3 separate regions of the Zea mays genome follow, and all the other regions are linked to region 3. The links are chromatin contacts, called in public Hi-C maps. All regions are on one chromosome and are shown on one strand. The core of a region is the stretch at or near the end of the contact, and the rest is flanking DNA. Distances in the headings are between cores, read along the strand shown.

Evidence for each region. Hi-C and Micro-C count contacts between places; a contact is called where the count stands out from the background.
Region 1: a Hi-C map of ear shows a contact between it and region 3, with 2.1 times the contacts expected there. The contact joins the promoter of LOC100217171 here to the promoter of LOC103643270 in region 3. A contact is called at or near these places in 4 of 25 Hi-C or Micro-C datasets (ear, endosperm and leaf).
Region 2: a contact with region 3 is called in a Hi-C map of ear, with 2.4 times the contacts expected there. The contact joins the promoter of LOC100274337 here to the promoter of LOC103643270 in region 3. A contact is called at or near these places in 2 of 25 Hi-C or Micro-C datasets (ear and tassel).

The regions. Positions count from the first base shown.
Region 1 is chr1:217,777,824-217,781,294 of Zm-B73-REFERENCE-NAM-5.0, forward strand. It overlaps LOC100217171 (60S ribosomal protein L34), which reads left to right and starts at 1,629. Exons shown (of 4, transcript NM_001310022.1): 1 at 1,629-1,824; 2 at 1,929-2,008; 3 at 3,159-3,268; 4 at 3,357-3,471. The coding sequence starts at 1,746. The coding sequence ends at 3,447.
Region 2 is chr1:217,810,209-217,813,943 of Zm-B73-REFERENCE-NAM-5.0, forward strand. It overlaps LOC100274337 (CAAX amino terminal protease family protein), which reads right to left and starts at 2,277. Exons shown (of 11, transcript NM_001360569.1): 1 at 1,945-2,277; 2 at 1,723-1,817; 3 at 1,334-1,441; 4 at 1,111-1,193; 5 at 717-850; 6 at 357-406; 7 at 140-232; 8 at 1-29. The coding sequence starts at 2,211. It overlaps LOC100281594, which reads right to left. Exons shown (of 8, transcript NM_001154513.1): 8 at 3,507-3,735.
Region 3 is chr1:217,371,989-217,375,383 of Zm-B73-REFERENCE-NAM-5.0, forward strand. LOC103643270 reads right to left here and starts at 2,067. Exons shown (of 3, transcript XM_023301327.1): 1 at 1,451-2,067; 2 at 151-190. The coding sequence starts at 1,600.

The DNA.
Region 1 (3,471 bases), core at 379-2,878, 410 kb after region 3:
CTCTAGTCATACCATTTTGAATAAAATTGTGTAAATCATCAACTTTTTTTATTTTTCAGATATTATTTAAAAGTTGAAAAATAATAAACTCAAATTTTCTTATAGGGCCTCCATGTAAATTTTCGCTTAGGGCCCCAAAACGTGAGGACTGGCCCTGATCAGGAGCGGGGGCACATAGACGGACGGCTTAGATTTGATGGATGTAGATGGATGGTGTAGATTTGTGGATGGCAGAACCAGTGGAGGCAGCCTACTCCTTGCTGCCTTAATATAGTAGTATAGATTTCAGTACGGACCTTTGCTACCGTTACTTTTCAAAAAAAAAGTTTCATAAAACTATATTAAATACACTTATGTAGCAAAATATAAATAGAGACCATAAAAAAAATTTTTGATGTGCGCTATTTCAATATATATGAGAATAAATTAGACTGGGACATCAAACCACTAGCCGAACCGCACGCCACCCGGCCTCCGGCCACCGTGCCCGCCTCCATGCGCGTGGCTTGCTCTGCCGCCCGGGCAACACGCCAACACCCACTAGGCGAACCCACCGCGCCGCATGAACGCCCGTGTTCTGGTGGCACGGCCACGACACCACGCGACAAACGCAGGCGCGCCGGCTACTAACTGCTGCATGGGCTCAATACAGGCCAACAGGGACGTACTGGTACGGCTAGGTAGGTACGCCATCGGCATCGTGACATCGTCGATGGGTTGGGCAAACAGGGGCAGCAATGAATTCTCGCACGTGCGCGCACCATGACATCAATGCGCGACGTAGGGCACGGGTCTGCTAGCATTTGCTGCCGTGGGTATATCATCACGAGCCATTATCTTTATTTTAATTGGTACGACTACTATATACTACGTACTAGTCTAACTAGCTAAGGTCCTATTTGAAAGCAATCTAGTTTTTAAAGAATGGGTGAGCTCTCGATATGTCCTATAAGACACTGTGATATGTCAGGCTCGGGAGAGCTCTCGATTTTGGGTGTCACACTAGGGTCTGACTACGAGGGTTGGCCCGAGATGGCCTATCTAGGAGCTTGGTCCAGGCAACCAAACAACTCATGGGGGTTGCTGGGTTTGTCCTAGCTGGGGTTAGATCACCCAACCAATCAATTCCAAAGTGCTGCTCAAGTAGATGGTATGTTTGGCTGACTAAAACTCATTCCATCATCTTATGAGGGTGTTTGGTTCTAGTGACTAAAGTTTCCGTGTTACATCGAATGTTTGAATGTTAATTATGAATACTATATATAGTTTAATTACAAAAATAATTACATAAATAAAGACTAGACGACGATACAAATTTATTAAGTGTAATTCATGATTAATAAATATTATTACAGCATCACATGGACTAATCATGGCTTAATTACGTTTAATATGTTTGTCTTGTCGTTCATTCCTTATCTGTATAATTAATTTTATAATTATAATTTAATATTTCTACCTAAATATCCGATTGCGATAGGAACTAAAATCCAGCCTGAGAACGAAACGGCCCGTAAAACAGTCCATGCAGCCCAGCAAGCAGTTTAGACGAATCGACCGGACGAAAAGGCCCAGTCCGATCAACCGCCAAATCAAGCATCAATCCTAGCCGTCTGTTACCTCTTCAGAGCCAACCATTAATACGCCCCAATCGCCGCCGCCAGAGCCGCGGAGCTCTCCACTCCTCTCTTACCCTTCCTCTCCCCACCCACGAAGCCTCACTAGGGTTTAGCGGCGGCGGCGAGATGGTGCAGCGCCTCACGTACCGGAAGCGTCACAGCTACGCTACGAAGTCCAACCAGACCCGAGTCGTCAAGACCCCAGGTTCGCCCCGTCTGTTCATTCCTGCTCGATATGGGAGGGGTCTTTGGTTTCTTTATCTGTGTTGTGTTCTTGGTTGTATTAATTGGTTCGCTGGATTCTTGCAGGCGGGAAGCTTGTGTACCAGTACACCAAGAAGAGGGCGAGCGGGCCCAAGTGCCCCGTCACCGGGAAGAAAATCCAGGGGGTGAGTGATTGATTGTTAGCGCAGCTCTACTCTTCTTCTGTCTCGGTTGTGTGATTCGTTGGTCCTTGGTACCGAGGTGGGGAACTGGTAGCGTGTTTGTGCTATCCATATTGAAGTAACAGATTGAAGTAATTGGTGTGAATTAGTAGATCTTAATTAGAAGGGCAAGCCTGGTCCAGTTGTAAGAACTGTCTGAGTCACCAGCGGGTTTGAACCCTTGCTTCGGTTTATCCCTTCCCCAGATCGCACATGAGTTGAGCCTCCGGCCCTCCCTTTATTTTAGTAGATTTTAATTGATTGCTTACATGGTTTACTGTGTTTTGCCCTGTGATGCCACATTGTGCTTGTATAGGTCTATTGGACGATGTCTGTAGTTAAATGGGCCTTTATATCTAGCTCTCGTCTAAATTTTTTCCTTGCGTAAATGGCTGTGTCATGTGAAATTGAAGTACTTGGTACCTACATTTGGGGGAACATATTACTGTTACTGCATGTTATTTTGCTGTTTACAAATAGTGTTCTTTCTTACCACATACTCCCTCCGTCCCAAATTAAAATTTGATTTAGGATTTTAATAGATTCATACAATAGCTAAGTTGATTTGCCCGTTTTCCCTGTTGAGTAAATACTATTGTCATGTCATTTTCTTCAGAATCACTTCCTAGGACTTCTGTTTGTTTGAGGTTGAAGTTTTAATTAGTTCTATCATTCTGTGTTATCTTTTCTTCTCTTTTATGTAAAGCACCAGTTTCCACCATCATCGTGCTCCTCCGCATTTAAATGGTAAAATACTAAAATTATGCATAAATGGTGATTTGAACCATGGTTGTTGGCTCCAAACCCACAACCACACCCGCCTAGCCAACAAAACACACATGTCTTTCTTTGTGTCTTTGTGTTTTATATTCTATAATCAACATAAAAGGGAACTGTAGCAATATACGTGCATTTTGCTATTTTTTTTCTTCTATGTGTGCTTGCACTATTTATTTGGTTGTTTCCATGGCATAATATTCTCCATAGTAATCATCATCTGGTAATTTCCCTCCCTACCTGAACAATGCCCTCAGTGTCACCAAAACTGGGTATTCATCTGTCATTGGATATTTCCACCTAATATTGTTTAATGCTATTGTTTCCATATTTCCAGATCCCTCACTTGAGGCCTGCTGAGTACAAAAGGTCCAGGTTGCCTAGGAGCCGCAGGACTGTGAACCGTCCTTATGGTGGAGTACTCTCTGGAATTGCTGTTAGGGAGAGGTGAGTAAATAGGGGGTGGACATATTGTGGTGTGGAGGTCCAGGTTCTGTAATTTCGTAGTCTTATGAATTACAACTACTGTATGCAGAATCATTCGTGCTTTCTTGGTCGAGGAGCAGAAGATTGTCAAGAAGGTCCTGAAAATACAAAAAACCAAGGACAAGACAGCTGCAAAGTAAATCTCCAGGAATGGGGAAGCCTAG
Region 2 (3,735 bases), core at 1,027-3,526, 440 kb after region 3:
TCATAAGCACAGCATATGGAGTAGGAAACCTGTATCAGAACAGATTATTCGTAGCTTAAAGTTAGATCAGGCCATCTAAAATACCCTACTTTTGAAGTTTTTTAAAGGATAACAAGGCACATAATCCATGCATATTTACCACATAGTCAGGGATACCATAAGAAATCCTCGAAACACAGTTTCCTCCAGAATGGGTGCCAAAATCCCAGTGATGCCCAGCAAACAGGCAGTGCTGCAATAAAGGAAAAGCTGTTAAACAATCAAGTAGTTATCTTGTCTGACCTTATATACAGGCATGCAATAACATGTAAATAGTTTAAGGAAAAAAATAAAACAGATAAATCATATGCCCATACCTGATGTTTGACGAGCCAATCAGCGGCAACAAAAGGACCAGCGAGTCTGTCTGAAAGACAAGGTTCAAGAACTGGATCACTATAGGTAATTTTTAGCTAGTACACGACTTCATATTTATGTGAATACCATGTATGTAGGAAGCATTTTCTTTGTGTGTGTGTGTTTTGGGGGGGGGGGAGGCTTTCTTCCCCATATCTCTATAGAAGAGCTAACTTGCAATATTCATATTTCCTATATGTACAATTTTAGTTTTCTTTCAAAGTAATAAAGATGTAACACATCCGTACAGCTTAAGACAATTGAAGACTTTTGAAAAGGAAAGAACAACAGAAGACTACCTCATACCATAAAAAACTTACCTCTCTCTGTGGTGTTTCACCATTCAGAAATGTCATTGCAGCACCTGCTAAAGCAATAGCAACTATTGCAACAAACAGGCCGATTGCAGACCACAGAAGCCATCCGTTTTGCAGCTTAAGTGGTTCATTGAATTCTGAAAGTTAAAGAATACAAACAACACTAGACCATTGTTCAGAACAACCTGAATTACCACAATGCAACCATAGTACAAACGGAAAGAGACACTATTGAACACAGATATCCATATTAGATATTAAGTAATTTAATTACACTTTAACATCTTGTACAGTCCTCTTATTAAATTAGGTAATCTTTGGAAAGGAACTAACGTGTGGCCAATGTATAAAAAAGAACATGAAAATGAACACAAACGTAGCAAGACCAAACCTTTACCATAGCGAAATATATCATCTGAGAATGGTCGAAAGGTATTGGTCATGCCAAATATAACTCCAAGTACAACTACCGTCGTGCTACTGCACTTGCAGAAACAGAAAATGGCAAGTAATGTCACTCTGACACAAGATATTCAGAGCATGCAGCATATTCACAAATTAAACTGAAAACTATGGTACAAATAAAGTTTTTACATAGAGATAGGAACTTAGATCTGTACAGTTGTCCCAAGAAGAGTATCTCTGCTTTCTCATCTAGAGTTGTCTCCCCAGCTCGAAAACCTAGTTGCTCCAAAATAGATTGCTCAGCTATCCCTGTCAAAAGAAAGCTGTCTAAAGAACATTCAGCAACATTTTCAAGGAGGCATTTGCAACAATTCATGCTCGAGTTATTTTGGATGAGGATCACGCAAGAATAATAGAACACCACAAATTAAACTCCACATTACATATTTGCACAAATGGGGTTCATTTATTTCCTTTTTGGAATGGAAAATGGATTTCTTCTTAGACAACGTCATAAACTCATAATAATTGGAAGTGCCAATGCATGGTACCAATCAGCAAAGGTGTTGTTCCTACAAAAAATAGCAATGGTGTAGTACATTACCTTACTGCACATGCCACCATGGTGAGAGAAATCGTTGGCCACTCCCATGGAACATCCCACCGGCGAAGGATTGGCCACTCATCCGAGCTTTTTCCCTAACAAAATAACCTCATGGAAGGCAATTATTCCCGACTGACAACAGGAAAAACTCCGGAAAAAAATCTCGCAGCTTTTGGTGCTGTGCGCCTGTGCCCACAACAGCATTTTTTATAGCTCAAGCACCTTGTCCGGTGAAGGCGTGGGCAGTCCGTTCTCGGTGTCGTAGGAACAGTAGCAGGCGAAGCCCGTCGCCCCCATCCGCCTGCCGTTACCGGGCGGCAGCGACCGCAGGACGAGCTGCTCTGCCACTGGACGGCGGCATGTTCTTGGTGAGGGAAGTCGGTGCAGGCTCTGCTTGGAGAGGAGGTAGAGGGACCTGCTGCTGCTGCGGCGGCGGCGGCTGCACAGCGGCGGACGGGGGCGGAAGAGGAAACACGACGGCGAAGCCATTCGATTAAACCGTGTGACTGTGCGGATAAGGAATTGAAAGAGGGGGCGCAGTTTGGCGAGACCCGCTCAGACTCTCTTCAACGGTTTATCTGGTTATCCCTGTATCTTACTATCCCTTGATTCCCTTCACGTCACCAATCTCTCTCCCTATATTTGCACTCTATACTACATTACCTCTATAAAATATTATTTTTTATACATATTTATCATCTATTATTATTTTTTTATCTACTAATAAACACTATGGAAGGTGGCTTGTTGTCACACCTCTAAATATTTTGAATAAGACGAGTCGTTCAAACAAACTTTTGTAAAAAAAAAAGTCTAAGGACATCTTTATGAGACGGAGGGAGTATTTCAATCCGTGCTTCTTCGTACCTGCAACGAACCGACGGGTGCGTGGAGCTGCTCACGGGAAAAGCGCATCTGCTCCGTGCCAAGGACAAGGTGCTCGACCTGTGCGCGTGCGTGTGCATCCTGAAACATAAAAAGAAAGGGACGAGCGACTGCAGGGATTTAAAGAAAAGAAAATAAAGAGACGGTCGTGATGGCCATGCTACCAGGCGTCCAGGCCTGCGCTCGGGGATGCCAGTGACGTGGCTGGAGTAAAAAAAGGAACGCTAATAGTGTATACTCATCCTATTTATCAATCCACTCGTATAGTAATGTAATTGGCTCACACATAGCCTACTTGAGCTCATCAGATATTATTGGTTCTCGTGCATATAAAAATTTTAGGTTCTCAAGCATCAGATGGATGTAGACTGACAGATAGCTTATCTTGTCTCTCCTTCCAGCTCTCCACTCATGATACATCAGGGTTCACAATTTGGTTTGGAATGATCCGGATTTCATTTTGTTGACCAAAATTTGAGTTTTGTATTTTGAATCAAAATCTATTTGAAATCAGACCGAAATTCGTTTTTCGAAAAAAAAGCGAAACTCAGGTGATCTCACATCGAGAAATTAAACCGTGGGATACACCCCACCTAGTTAAGACCCAAAGTCAAACTCCATATATATTAGAGTTGCCTCAAAATAGATAAAGTTCAAAAGTTTACTTATGCCAGGAATGAGTGCAATAATATCACATAGCCTAAACTAATGCTATGTGATTGTGGTATCAACAGACATGTGGTGTTTAATGCAAGAGAATATACACGACCATTAGAAATAATATCTTAGGATTACATAACATCAGTGATTTGACATGAAACAAAGATACAGCTGCCCTGCCATCCATGATCCATGGCAGAGAACTTCAATCGATCATTAGACACATGGTTATCTCAGGATTACATCATCGGATGGATGCCCATGCACAAAATTCTAATTACATCAACAACAGTTTAGCAACATTACATACAACACTGAACATGCACAAATGCCACGGCAACCCGCATCCTTCTATCATATACAGGGGTTGCTGCTCAAACTCAACAAGTTGACTCCGCAAGGCAACATGCTGGAGGTAGTTGGCCACTAAGTAAGAAATCAATTTAGGAAAATCTACATACATGGTCA
Region 3 (3,395 bases), core at 817-3,316:
TGAACGGAACGCCTGTCAAAGCTGCACTTTGTTTCTTTTGTGTGGAAATACGGTCACCTATGTATTTTGATGATTTAAATTTTTTCCATAAAGAAGTTATGAAACAATCATAGTAAAGAACATGTAGGATTGTGAGTGAATAGTGATTACCTGACCAGACATTCATGAGTTTACACTCACCTGTTCTCCTCTGTCCAATAACAACATCTTCAGTCATCTAATTAAAGAGTATTCTTTATGTTTTAATTTATAGATCGACTCCTATAGACATATTTTATTATACATACATACATATCATATATTTAAATATATCATAAATATATTAAAAATTAAAACTATCTAGAATATTGTTTAGGATAGAGGGGGATATAATGCTTCTACAGGCTAGACAATCACAGTCACAGCCAGTGAAAACTGACAGACAACTCCATGACCCGCTTTATCTTTTTGTTTTTTTATCCTTCTCAACAATGGCTCTGCAATTCTCCACCAGAGTTGGCTGCTGGTTACTAACGTACTATAGCTAGCCACAGTGAAAACTGACAGGCAACACATGACCCGCTCTATCTTTTTGTTTGGCTCTGCCACAAGATAGCTTCGTGGGGCTTGCACTGGATGTGCTCATAGGTGCCCCTGCAACGTAAGGATGCATATGACCTTGTTATGGAGGCTTCACTCCACTTGATGTATTTAGTCACGGAGTTTTTTTTTTCGGGTTTATGGGTGGCGATCTAGTCTAAAGATTGATAGTTACTAGAGTAAGATTGACTTCAAGATATCTTGTGTTGTTGGGCTGTGTGTTCTGTATTGAACTGAGTTCGAAAGATACTTGTTTCAAGACTTTGCTTCACCTTGTTGTAATGCACTTGAAATTAATATATCTTCCTTTTCTAAAAAAAAGGCTTCGTGGGGCTCATTTGGTCACAAGTGACAGATTACAACCCTGCTCTCCCAGGTGCAGTGACATGGCGCTTTCACCGATCAGCATGCACGCTGATCGACAGGTTCTCCCTACATATCTTTCTTCCTATTCTGAGGCATTACGGGTTAGGTTAAGTTTCCAAAAGGCATTATCAGGTAATCGTTGGATCTGTTTGATGTTGTCATACTTGGAAATGGTTTTATTCATGCACTCACTCCGATACTAAAGTTATAAGAAAAGATATTAATTTTTACCACAGTTATAAAATAGTTATTCTATAATGTCTCTAATGGAGCATACACCATGTTTATTTTAATAAATTTAGTTAAGTTTAAAATAGATTACCATACAACAAATATAAAAGACACTATATTTTAGGACGTGAGTATTGGCTCTAGGTGGATTTAACAAGTATATATGTAATCATTGTCCCAAATTGTCTTAACATGGTGACAACAAAAAAACAGGTGTGTTTTATTGTAATTATAGAAAAAAAACAGTTGTCTTAACACGCAAAGGATTACTTACCCGGACCATGCAGAGTAGCTCCGGTAAGGAATTCCTTTCCCGTAGTCCATCAATCGTGACCGCCGGGGACACCCTTTTCTCCAGCGTGCTCCGAAGAAGATATCCGACCACCACACGTGACCTGAACGACCATGCAGCCGAGCTTCCCATGGCGAATTGGCGACGGCCTGTTTTCGATCTCCCTCCGCCTTCTCTTCTCTCAGCTTGGTGGTGAACGATGGTGCTCTCGGTGGATTTTGCGAACGCGCGTGCTGGTCATAGGATCTCGGGAGCCGAGATTTTATACTCCCCAGGGAAGAGTCCGGCCGGGCCACAATCGGTGGAGAGCTCACCCGGACGGCCGGAATTGCGCTAACTGTCTTCCGTCCGTACCGACTCGAGGTGGATGACCATCCGACGCACTGGTCCCACGTGGAAGCGAATGCGGGCGCACGGTGTGGCTGTCCTGTGGGACCCCGTCGGTGTAAGGGCGAGGCGCGGGCACGCGGTGCACGCAGTCAGGCGGGCCGCGGGCGTGAAAAGACTGGATGGGCTGGCTAGGGAAATGTAGTTGGGCTGTGGGTGGACTGGCCATGGGCCGATTTGCTAGGCCGACAAGTAAGTCTCCATTGTTTTCTTTTCTTTTTATTTTTTTCTATTTCTATTTTGGTTTCGAGTTTTAAACTCAAATCAAGCTATCCAAATTCCAAAGTAAATGCACAATAAAAATCCCAGCATGAATGCGAAGTATATATATATATTCATTGTCATTGTTTTATTTCTCTAAGTAAATGCTTTAGATCATATAAACTTGATAAAGAATAGATCACATAAGTAAGTAATTAAGGACCTCAATTCATAGTACTTATCCTGTAATAATTTTAGTAATAACTTTATTTAAAGTTAAATTTTTTATCACCTCTTCATAATTAACCCTGAAACCTTTCTTAGGCAATACTTTTGTGCTATTCTTCATAGAGTATTTCAACATATAGGATTCGATGGAAGGGGTAATTTAACTCCTTGGAGAATGGGGACTCTTTTCATTTATTTCCTTGTTTCAAAACATAAGTATTCAATTATTGATATAAACTTTCCTACATTACCTAAAATATGATTTTAGGGTGTTACAAATTCTACCCCTTAAAAATAATCTCGTCCTCGAGATTAGTAGAAAAAGGATGTATTAAGTTTGGTTGGCCGTTTAACTTTTAGATTTTCTTTAATTGGCGCTCAGGACCCGCGCCACCCGCTCTGTCCGCAATAAAGAATACAAGACAGCCAGACGACCACGAGCACGCGTGGCTTTACCCCTTAGTAGAATGCTCAGTTTTACCATCACTCGGTGGCTCCTTCCTAAGGAAGCCACCGCTGGCCGACCCCCTCCTTGGCTTATAAAAGGAGGAGGCTAGCCCCCGGACATGGGAGGTTCCTTTCTCTCGGAGACATGGTGGACACAAGGACGGTCCTAGACTAGGAGACGACGCCCAGAAAGACTAACGAACAGGAGGAAGACCAGGAGGCCGGAGGCCCGCTGCCAAGCCAAGTCTTAGTTAGGACTCCACTATGTAACCACATCCACCATAAATAAGAGACTTGGGAGCCTCTCCTCCCTCTCTCGCTCGCTTGTAACCCCTGCTACGAGCTTTGATCATCAATAGTGCTAGTAGCGCAAGCCACCGATGACTGTAAGCAGGGACGTTCTGTTCGAACTAGTATAAATCAGTGTTATCCTAAACGGCCGTTAGACCATTTACACGTCGTTTTAACGCTACTCAGTAGCTAGCTATATTGGTCGTTTATGCTGTTTAATATATTTAATCCCATATAATCCATTTTTAGTCCATTTAAACACCTGTGTAGTCTGATTAAACGATATTCAATATGAGGCCCATGTACTCTGGTATCATGTTATGAATACACTTGTATTCAATATGAGGCCCTAAGGCCAGTATATATACATAGG